3 separate regions of the Mus musculus genome follow, and all the other regions are linked to region 2. The links are chromatin contacts, called in public Micro-C and promoter capture Hi-C maps. All regions are on one chromosome and are shown on one strand. The core of a region is the stretch at or near the end of the contact, and the rest is flanking DNA. Distances in the headings are between cores, read along the strand shown.

Region 1 (3,154 bases), core at 131-2,630, 730 kb after region 2:
AGGCATGTTCCACCATATCTGGCTATACTTTAAAAACTCAGTCACCGACATCAGCCATCACTGTGTGTGGGTACAGATGCACCTGGGCCTGCGTCCTCTCCTTCCATCTTTATATGGCTTCCAGGGGTCCTACTGACTTGTCTGGCTCGCACGGCAAATACCTTTACCTGCTGAGTCATTTCATCTGCGTCCCCATAAATACTTTTTATATGATCATCTCACCAGCTACAAACTAAAAAAATCGGTAAAAAGTAGTTTTTAAAAGCGATTACTCTGACAAAGCGATGGGTAAGAAAGTTGCAAGTGAATGATCCTTCGGAGTGGAAAAGGTTAGCTGTAAATATTCTTTTGAAATATACCGTGAAGGATTTTCACTTTGAGATTAGGGCTGTTCATGCCTCCAGGTTCAAGTGTTGCTCAATCAGCAAGGTGCTCAATTCCCGGTGATTGCTGCTCGGGTTTCTTGTTGATCGAGAATATGCATAATCTCAGCCCAGAGACATTTACCATAAAAATGAATCTAAGAAATAGGCTTTCATTTAAATTTTCCAGTTGCAGTGGATCGAGGAAAATATATGCAGAACATTAAGATGTGAAAAGCTCTGATTCAAACAAGACCAAAGAGGCTGCTTCACTATGTCCCTAACGTTGTGTTCGAATTTAGATGGCAAGCTTTTCCTGTTCAGAGCCCTTGTCAATTTGATTAAAATCACAAACACGTGACTGACTCCGCCTCAGTTAAAAATACTCTCAAGCCAGAGAATGAGCTTTGTATATGCGAGTGGCTTCTCCTGCCCTAGCGAGACTATTGCCCTAGCAAGGGGCGGAGTGGGGTGGTGTAAACGGTTTAAATTTTAAAACCTCTAACCGGATTCTCCGGGTGAAGCCCACTGCAGATTGCCAGTCCGGATTCAGAATCCAGTATACGGACATTTTCGATTTTAAAATGGCCCTTAAGAAATGGATCATTTATTTCAACGTTGTTTTCGAAGACAGAATTTGGAAGCCTCACCGTTTTCTGCATATACTCTTTCTTAGACTTAAAAAAAAAAAAGTCTTTCAGGAGAAAACATTTGCGTAAAAGAAGCACAGCCTCAAGGCCGCTGGTGTGTGCGCGTGAGGGAGCGCGCACGCACGTTTCTGCCGAGTTTAGACATTGCCGGGAAGATCAACTCGGTCCCCAGGAACTGAAAGTCTCCAAGCCGTGACCCGCCCCCGTAGACGTGGACCGGAGCACGGGATCCGGCTACGCCGGAGGGGCGACTCGGTGGCTGGGCCATTCTGGGCGAGCTGGGGCTGCCGCCGGGCCGCCCACACGGGGCTCAGGGCCCGAGCTTCTCGCAGAAGCCGCCAGCATCAGGCGCGGCGGCTGCGCTGCCATGGCAACCATGGCCTGCCGGTCCCCGCTCTCGGGCGCCGGCGCTCCAAGCCCGGCGGGGCGGGGCGGGCGTTGCTAGGAGACCTGCAGCGGGCGTCCGCCTCCGCGGCGCGGTCTCTGGGCTTCCACCCTTCACCTACTTCTGCCTGGTGGTGACTGAGGTGGGGGGTGGAGGTGGGGGTAGGGTTGACGGCCACGTGGTGGCCCAGTGTCTCAGAGCTTCTTCCTTTGGAGAGAGTCGCCCCTTCCTGGCCCTCATGAGGTCCACTTTCCTTGACCCAGGAGCAATGTGGCCCTTTCTGGGGAGGAAACACCTCTGTTTTGTTTCCTCTCCCCTCCCTCCTCGTCTGTCCTCACTTGATCTGATTTAAAAGTCCCTAAAGTCCCTGGAAGGCTTCCTAACCCACTGTTCTTTCCTCTCTAGCCGGATCCATGTCTTGCGTTCAACCAGGAGATGTGCAAAGCACTTTCTGTATGTCATCTAATTCTTTTAAATAAAAATCTTATGATATAGAGGTTAGTTAATTCATTTAACATAAAGTGTAGCCAAGGTCAAACAGCTGGGTGGATGGGACAGGATACTCATGAGGTCCAGTTTTTTTAGATTGCTCAAATTTCCCCCTAGGCTGCCTCTTGGCTAGACCCCCATTCTCTCTGCTGTCCAAGCACGCATACCCACACCAACTGGGACATGCTGTCTGGAACAAGGTCTGACAAGAGGATTGAGAACTTGAAATCAGAGATGGCCAAAATACCTTTGGACAAACGGTTTACACTGGGATGCATCCCTGATAATTTGCAGATGTCCCTGTCTGTAAAGTACTCCTGGCACAATGAGAAACTCGAAATTCTTAGTAAAGAGAGAAAATGGTAACCAAAGACTGACTCGCTGGTTGTGGTTATCCCGTGTTGGGGTAGATCCTTGGAAGGAGGGGTGTAAAAAATTGTTTTCTACTAAACTATGTCCACAAAGTTTACCTATTTATCATTTATTTATTTTTCCTAGGGAACTGTTGGGTTGTCATGGATATGTGTGCAAGCTATTTATTAAGGAAGTGCTTCCAGCAGAAACTATTATAGGGGGAGTGGTGAGGAGCCAAGCTAAAGAGTAATAATTTAAGGTGAAGATCCAGCCACAGCTTGACCCAAAGCATCCATTTCACAGCAAGGGTATCCCTTGTACAACCATTGTTAGTTTTCTCTCTCCCTCACCCCAGCCCCGCCTCCATCCCTGCAGCCATCTTTGGCTGCATGGAACCTTGTGAGCATAAACACCTAGTGTTCTGGGACCTTGGCTGGGCCAGGATGAATTAACTATTGTAAAATAAAGAAAGGAAGTCCTCTGTCGGAAGTTGGAAGTCCGAGATGTGAGCAGTAAAGCATCTAAACACTCGGGGGCTGGGTGGGACCTGGCAGGATGGGAAGAGACTACCTATAGCACCCATTACAGTCTATCTCGCCACCCCCACCCCTCCACCCCACAAGGTAAGTCTATTCCACTCTGCCACAAATTATTCAAGGTTCTAACTGGTGACAGATTTAGTGAGATTAAACCATAGCCACTGATTCTACAGTTGGTCCAAAGCAATAACTAATATCGATCTACCCAATTACTATCGTCTTCTAAGAGCCCTCTGCTAAGCCAGGTGGCTCAGTCTGACTGAGCCAACACTGAGCTCGGTTGACCAAGTGAGCCGACACCGATTCCTTGAGAAATCAGAGCTCTTTGCAACCATGTCTCCGTTACACAGTGGTTGCTCCAACTGGCTTATTTTG
Region 2 (3,007 bases), core at 377-2,876:
AATAACAATCTCGTAGAGTTTCAGCACCAGAGTGTCTTGCTTACGCTGCATCAAACCACTATACTGATTTTTGATGTGCCTAATTCGAAACATCCACGAAGAAACAAATATGCCTGCTCACAGAACCCGGGTCAAGAACACAGAAGCAACAACATAACACACTTGCAAATTTTTCTGTAATACATTCGCTTTGTTGGAAGACAGAAATGTGCTTGAGGCAATAATCAATTCAAACGCTCCCAACTTTAACATTAGAGTTCGACTGAAATGTGGAAAATTACCCTTTATATGTACAGCTTACCAAACATCTCGGCCAACGTTAAGATTCAGATCAATAGAGAGCAAGATACTGTCACCCTGTGATTGAAATTACTAATAAGAAAGTAAACTTAAGGTTACTCTGATGAAGATAAACAGAATCGGAAATCGGTGTGGTAAAGGTTATTTCTCATAAAAGACATACCCTCCAAGTGCCTTCCAGCGTGCGAATTTTAACCTCTAGTGAATTGCCTTCCGAGTAACACATGAGTTTCTTTGCTATCTGCTGATAATTGCAGATAGTGAAATCTGAACTAATAACTACGGCCAAGAGTTGAGTACCGCAGAGCTTGGGTTAGTCTTCTGTCAAGTGTTTCCTTTCCCTAGCGAAATAAGATTTCCTTTTTAACAAGAAACCAATCACGGAGTCTAAACTCCTGATGTTGATGGAACGGAAAAGGTCACAAATCCAGTCAAGCGAAGGCCTGCGGAGCATCCGTAGGCTCGCTCCCCTAGAAAAGGGCGCTGCGGAAAGCGGAGTGGTAAGTGGGTGGGCTCCGAACCAGATAGATGCACATCGCTGTCCTGGGTGATGCCCCTTTGCGTGAACGGCCACGACTTCCAGAAGGACAGGCAGCTGCAAACTCCGAGGGCGCTCGGCAGGGGTGACAGCGGTCCCCCTCCCACCCCACCCCTCCGCCTCCCCGAGCCCGTACCTGATGATGTCGTCGCTGTGGCCGCGGAAGAACTTCTGCCGATGCTCCCGCGGACTATACACCACGCCGACCCCCGCCACGAAGTACACGATCTCCTTGGCCGCCGTGTAGTAGAGGTTGTTGCGGCACTGGTGGCCCCGGTAGCCGTACACCCACTCGAGCCGCAGGTGGCAGCTCGGGGCGCTCCGAGCCGCCATGTCGGTGCGCCCACCCGTCGCTGCGGCTCGGGCCCGCGGTCGCCGCCGGGGCTGGGTGACGAAAGCTCTCCCGCTGGCGGCCCGGACGCTCCTCTAAGCCGAGCCCGGCAGGTGCATCTCGCTTGCGTGGCCGCCGCAGCCGCCGCCGCCGCTTCAGCCCACGGGCGGGAGGAAAAGCCTCGCCTCACCGAACATGCTGAGGGCCGCGAGCGCCGCCGGCTGTCCGGGAGCCTCGCGCGTCTGGGAGCTCGCCGTGTCCCCTCAGCCCAGTGCCTTAGGCTGGAAGACAACCAAGCGAAGAGGGGGGACGGGGACGCGCCTCCAGCCCGCTTCTTCTCCGCCCGCCCCGCGCACCGGACTCCCCGCCCGGGTCACCTGCGGCGCTCCGGTCTAGCCGCTACCTCGCCTCCACAGCCCCGGCGGAGCCGCGCCGCGCGCTCCCGAGCCCAGCTGAGTGGCGGGAGGGCGGAGCCGCGCGGCCCCGCCCCTCCCCTGCGCTAGCCCCACCTCTCAGGTGGCCCCGCCCCTCCCGGAGTAGAGCGGAATCAGAGAGCTCCCTGCTCACCACCACCAGGCTGTGGTTAACGCCCCCCGCCCCCCCGCCCCCCCCCCCCACGCAGTCCTCCCTACCAAGATCTAAGCACCCGTTCCCACCCTCGCGAGACCTGGATTACCCCACCCAGATTTGGATTCCTGTTGCTGGGTTTGCTTGCTCAGGAATCTCTGGGGAATCCCGCTTGCCCTTAGACCTCAGCTATTTCATATGCCAATGAATAACACCAGAATAGAATGTTCACTTTATTCTTTAATCGCCTCCTCCATACCTTACATATACGTGTGTGTTTGCTTATCATGGTGCTCTCTGGTCCAGAAATTTGGCAAGAAGAAAACCTAACCTCGCAAATGTGCTTTTGACACATTAGATACACTGTCCTAATAAATAGTCCTGGATTTGTTACTACTGTTGTTCAACAGGCCTCAAACTCATAATCCTCCTGTTTTTGTCTCCTGAATGCTGAGATTACAAATGTGCATCACTGTCCCCACCAAAACTCCGAACCCACCCCCCCCCCCCACGCACCCCACCACCACCCACCCCCACCCCGCTGGCAGATCTTTCAGCTGCTGTTTTGGATAGCAGCAATTATCTCTTGATTAAAATGAAGAAGGGCATGTTTTAAAGTAATTGTGAAATCAGATGGCCTAAATAATTGTGATCAGGTAGACTACTCCTGGAAGAGATGTTGACTATGTAACATCTATGTATGCTTAGAAAAAATTAAATATTTGTTGCCGTACATCGTGAAATATTAATCACTAGCTACATATAATTTTTATGAGGTAGGGTGTAGAAGAATAAGAATTTCTCTCTGTACAGTTTTTTTTTCAACACAATGTTTTACAGATCCCATGGTACATATTTAAGAACTTCAGATTAATACTAGATTTAAATAATTTATTTTCCCATTATCATATTTTCCATTGCAATTTTTAATGACCCAAGGGTAGAGTTTGAAGCAAAAACATTCTTAATTAAGCCATCCTCAGATGACAACTTAAGACCAAAAGAGATGACGGAGGCACAGCGGTGGCTGGAAAGTGAACCATTCATGAATACTAAAGAGAGGAAAGCAAATCTCACCAGTTCTCTATGCGATCTGTTAGCAGGGTCATGGCAGAGAAGTCAGTCAAGCCTTTACCCTGGACAAGGTGTTACCGCTTTCTGAAAGTCATGCAACCAGACCCCAGATATGGATCAACAAGTAAACATCTGGTGAACCATTTACGTAAAAGAACAATAATCCTTTGGTAATCTGATGCCTCCTAGTCCAGTCT
Region 3 (3,121 bases), core at 280-2,779, 660 kb after region 2:
TCTGACAACTGGGAATGAGCTAGGACTTCATTGAGCACCTTGCTCATTTGTATTGGTGAACGAAGCTGTACCTGACAGCGTAAGGATTAATTCTTCCAATTCTAAAGTCAAAACGGAAATTCACGGAAGTGCCAGTGATTTGAAGCAGGCTCATCGTTCGTACAACTCATGGTCACCTCCTTTGAACTGAGCAAACTCTGGGGCAGGCTGGAGCGAGTCAAGGTAGATTCTGGAAACTAACAAGTCTCATTCACTTCCTTCAGTTTGTAAAAACAAGCAACTGTCAGGTTTCCTGCCAATGGCAGTTTGCTGTACTTGCAGATAACTTCTCAACAGGAAATCCTTTGCTGAGAGGGACCAGTCATGCCATCAAGTCCCGGAGCACCAAATATTTGATAACGTGGGATCGTGAACTACACCCGTAATCGGATCATGGACACTACATGGCTCTAAGCTATTTGCTACACCATCAATATAGGATATTAAATAAGCATTAAGACATATTTAGGAACTCTTTCATCTCTCCCCCCACTCCTTGAGGCAATCAGTTGAGAAAAACAAGGGAGATGTGATATTCTTTTAGAAGTACCAAACTGCAATTTAAATAAAATTTAAAACCTTTTTAAGAAAAGGGTCCAGTGCAGTGCTAAATATACCACATATGGAGAGAAGTTATTTGAAACACAAATATAAAGACCTTGAAATTAAGGAGTCTGGCAGGGTGGGGGTGGTGTACACCTTTAATCTCAGCATTTAGAAGACAGAGGCAGGTGGATCTCTGTGAGTTTGAGGCCAGCCTGCTCTACAGAGTGAGTTCCAGGACAGCCAGGGCTACACAGAGGAATCCTGCCTTAAATAAATAAATAAATAAATATTTTAAAAGGGGTGCTGGAGAGATGGCTCAGTAGTTAAGAGGTCTCTTCCAGAGGGCCTGTGTTCGGATCCCAGCACCTACACGAGAGGGCTCACAACAGTCCGGAACTTCAGCTCCAAGGACTTCTGGTATGTGTCCACACCCACATGCAGATACATACACCTAAGCATAATTAATAATAATAAATACTAAAAAAAAAAAAAACCACCTTACCATTTAAAGATTGTCATGGATACAACAGGTCAAATTCTAGCCACTGTGTTGATTGTTATATCGACAAGTTTTACTGAAGCACCTCAAAGTCAAAATTTAGGAGAGGTATGTTTGGTTATTCTCTGCTTAGCAAAATGAGTGAAAAGGGGGCGCTGGAGGAGGTGACTAAACTTTTCTCCTTGGTATTCCTCACCATGAATAAGATATAGCTGATATGTGTGCTAACGGCCTGGAGGACCGCCCCACCCACCCAAAATAGCCTCAATAAAAAAACCAAAAACAAAAACGGGAAAGCACCGCTCTCCATTCACGGGAGAGGAAATGCATCTAATCAACTGGGCAGTCATATTTGCAGTCTGGAAATGGTCCTCGCTCCACTTAGGAGCACCTCCTCCCCCTGCTCAGCCACCAAGAACACCCTGCCCTTTGCTCCCCTGAGCACCAGGCATAGCCCAAGGGAACCTGTCCAACCCCCCAGAGACCTTCATGATCAAACACCTCAACTCCACCTGGAACCGGCTTGCAAGCCCGGAAACACTTCATAACGCCTTTGCCAAATGACCCTGCCTCCGCTGGCTGCATTCTGGTCTCTAAGTCTGTAAAAAAGGACTTTTGTTCTAACAGGAGAGACACACCTCTAGAAGCAGACACATAGTTCTACAATTAATGGCTCAAATGTACTCTTTGCAGCCTTCCTCTTGCTTAACTCAGAGGATCCAAAATGCTAAGTAAGCATGAACGCTCACACTGGCTTTCAGGCTCTTCCCTGAACTATTTTCAATAAAAATACAGTTATGAAATCCAGAGGGCTCTGTTTTTTGGTTGTTGTTGTAAAATGACCTTGGTTTGACAGGCATGGTCTCAGGTTTCAACAGATGTTGTGGGAAAGCTAACAGAAGCCAGCAAGTTCTCCAAGCATCTGTGATGACATGCAGGGCTTTTTTTTTCCCCCCTAAGTGGTGGTCATGGTAGTGAATGCATGTGTGGTGGGGGTGGGGTGGGGTTACACTTCTCAGTTTCTATGACAACCATGTCTCCATTCCTGGGTTACTAGATACCATCTACTTCCTGTGTCTAAATATTTAAACCAATCAGAAAAGTGTTTATACGGTTAACAACTTCTGGGACCCAGCTTCTTTAATGAGGCACTTTAAGGCTCAAATGAAGATGTCCAGAGAGGCTGCAGGCTGTCTTATAGAGATCCCGCTTCATCCCCTATCTCTAATTCTGCCTTCTGTGGTAAAAGACCCCCCCACCCCCGCCCCTTCTTGGATGTGAATTGTATTCTGCTCAAAGCAGACGCCACAATTTCTTGCAATAGTCTGCAAGCTGATCGGGATTGCTTGCCTTTCATTGTCTGTTTTCCCTTCCACTGTCTAAAGACTTAGATTTAGCGCGAGAAACATACTAATTCACAAGGCACTTAAATTATCAAAGTAATGATACAGTTAAGCTTCCATCTGTTGGTGTAGCTATTTAAATGCTCAGATGAAAAAAAAATTAGGAAAAATTAATTCCAAGTTGAGCAACTTTGCATCCTACAACTTATGGAGAGAAATCACTGTGAAGCCCCACATCTATCAGTGCGAGCTAGAAGCTGACATCTGCAGAGAAATTTGTCACCAAAATGGCCTACTTTATCTGGATAGAAACAACAACACAAAATTAAAGATAAAGACACCCAGAGCGAGCCAGATGCACCCAGATCAAAAGAGAAACCAGGCAGGAACCCATGTACAAGCCGGCAGATCTGAAATTAAGACGAGGTTTTAAAAGACGGTTTCGGGTGACTGTTTTCCTAAGTCCCCATCAGACTGACCAATCAGTGTGAGAGTTAGAGCGGGCTCCAGACATTCGTGCAGTCTTCAGGGCTCTCTGCACCCTCAGAGCTGCTCCCCCTGGCTAAGGCAGAGCTGGAGATCAATGGAAAAAACAGGGAACAAAAGGGAAATACTGATGTCTTCCTCAGCTCCGAGAGCCATCCCCATTTTCCTCAATGAGCCGGTAGCACCCAGCCTACAACAGCGCCACGGG

Evidence for each region. Promoter capture Hi-C pulls out the DNA fragments that hold promoters and counts their contacts. A called contact is a pair of places that touch in the nucleus more often than the background predicts.
Region 1: a Micro-C map of embryonic stem cells shows a contact between it and region 2, with 4 times the contacts expected there. The contact joins the promoter of 1700064M15Rik here to the promoter of Eml5 in region 2. A contact is called at or near these places in 2 of 39 promoter capture datasets (the 3T3-L1 cell line and pre-B cells), 1 of 484 Hi-C or Micro-C datasets (embryonic stem cells) and 2 of 115 datasets of contacts at active chromatin or transcription factors (astrocytes and embryonic stem cells).
Region 3: a promoter capture Hi-C map of liver shows a contact between it and region 2, with 3 times the contacts expected there. The contact joins the enhancer-like site here to the promoter of Eml5 in region 2. A contact is called at or near these places in 5 of 39 promoter capture datasets (the 3T3-L1 cell line, embryonic stem cells, liver and 1 more), 1 of 484 Hi-C or Micro-C datasets (embryonic stem cells) and 5 of 115 datasets of contacts at active chromatin or transcription factors (embryonic basal ganglia, embryonic forebrain, embryonic midbrain and 2 more).

The regions. Positions count from the first base shown.
Region 1 is chr12:99,626,594-99,629,747 of GRCm38.p6, forward strand. It overlaps 1700064M15Rik (RIKEN cDNA 1700064M15 gene), which reads right to left and starts at 1,381. Exons shown (of 2, transcript NR_045288.2): 1 at 1,013-1,381.
Region 2 is chr12:98,899,858-98,902,864 of GRCm38.p6, forward strand. It overlaps Eml5 (echinoderm microtubule associated protein like 5), which reads right to left and starts at 1,627. Exons shown (of 44, transcript NM_001081191.1): 1 at 975-1,627. The coding sequence starts at 1,171.
Region 3 is chr12:99,559,407-99,562,527 of GRCm38.p6, forward strand. It overlaps a transcript of Foxn3 not described here. Among named protein-coding and RNA genes, the nearest start is that of Gm26839, 2.9 kb to the right of the region's middle. Within about 2 kb of position 1,530, at least 57 of the 459 cell types and tissues checked have an H3K27ac peak or open chromatin away from gene starts, as enhancers often do. A contact at or near this core is called in liver and memory CD8 T cells, where this site is marked.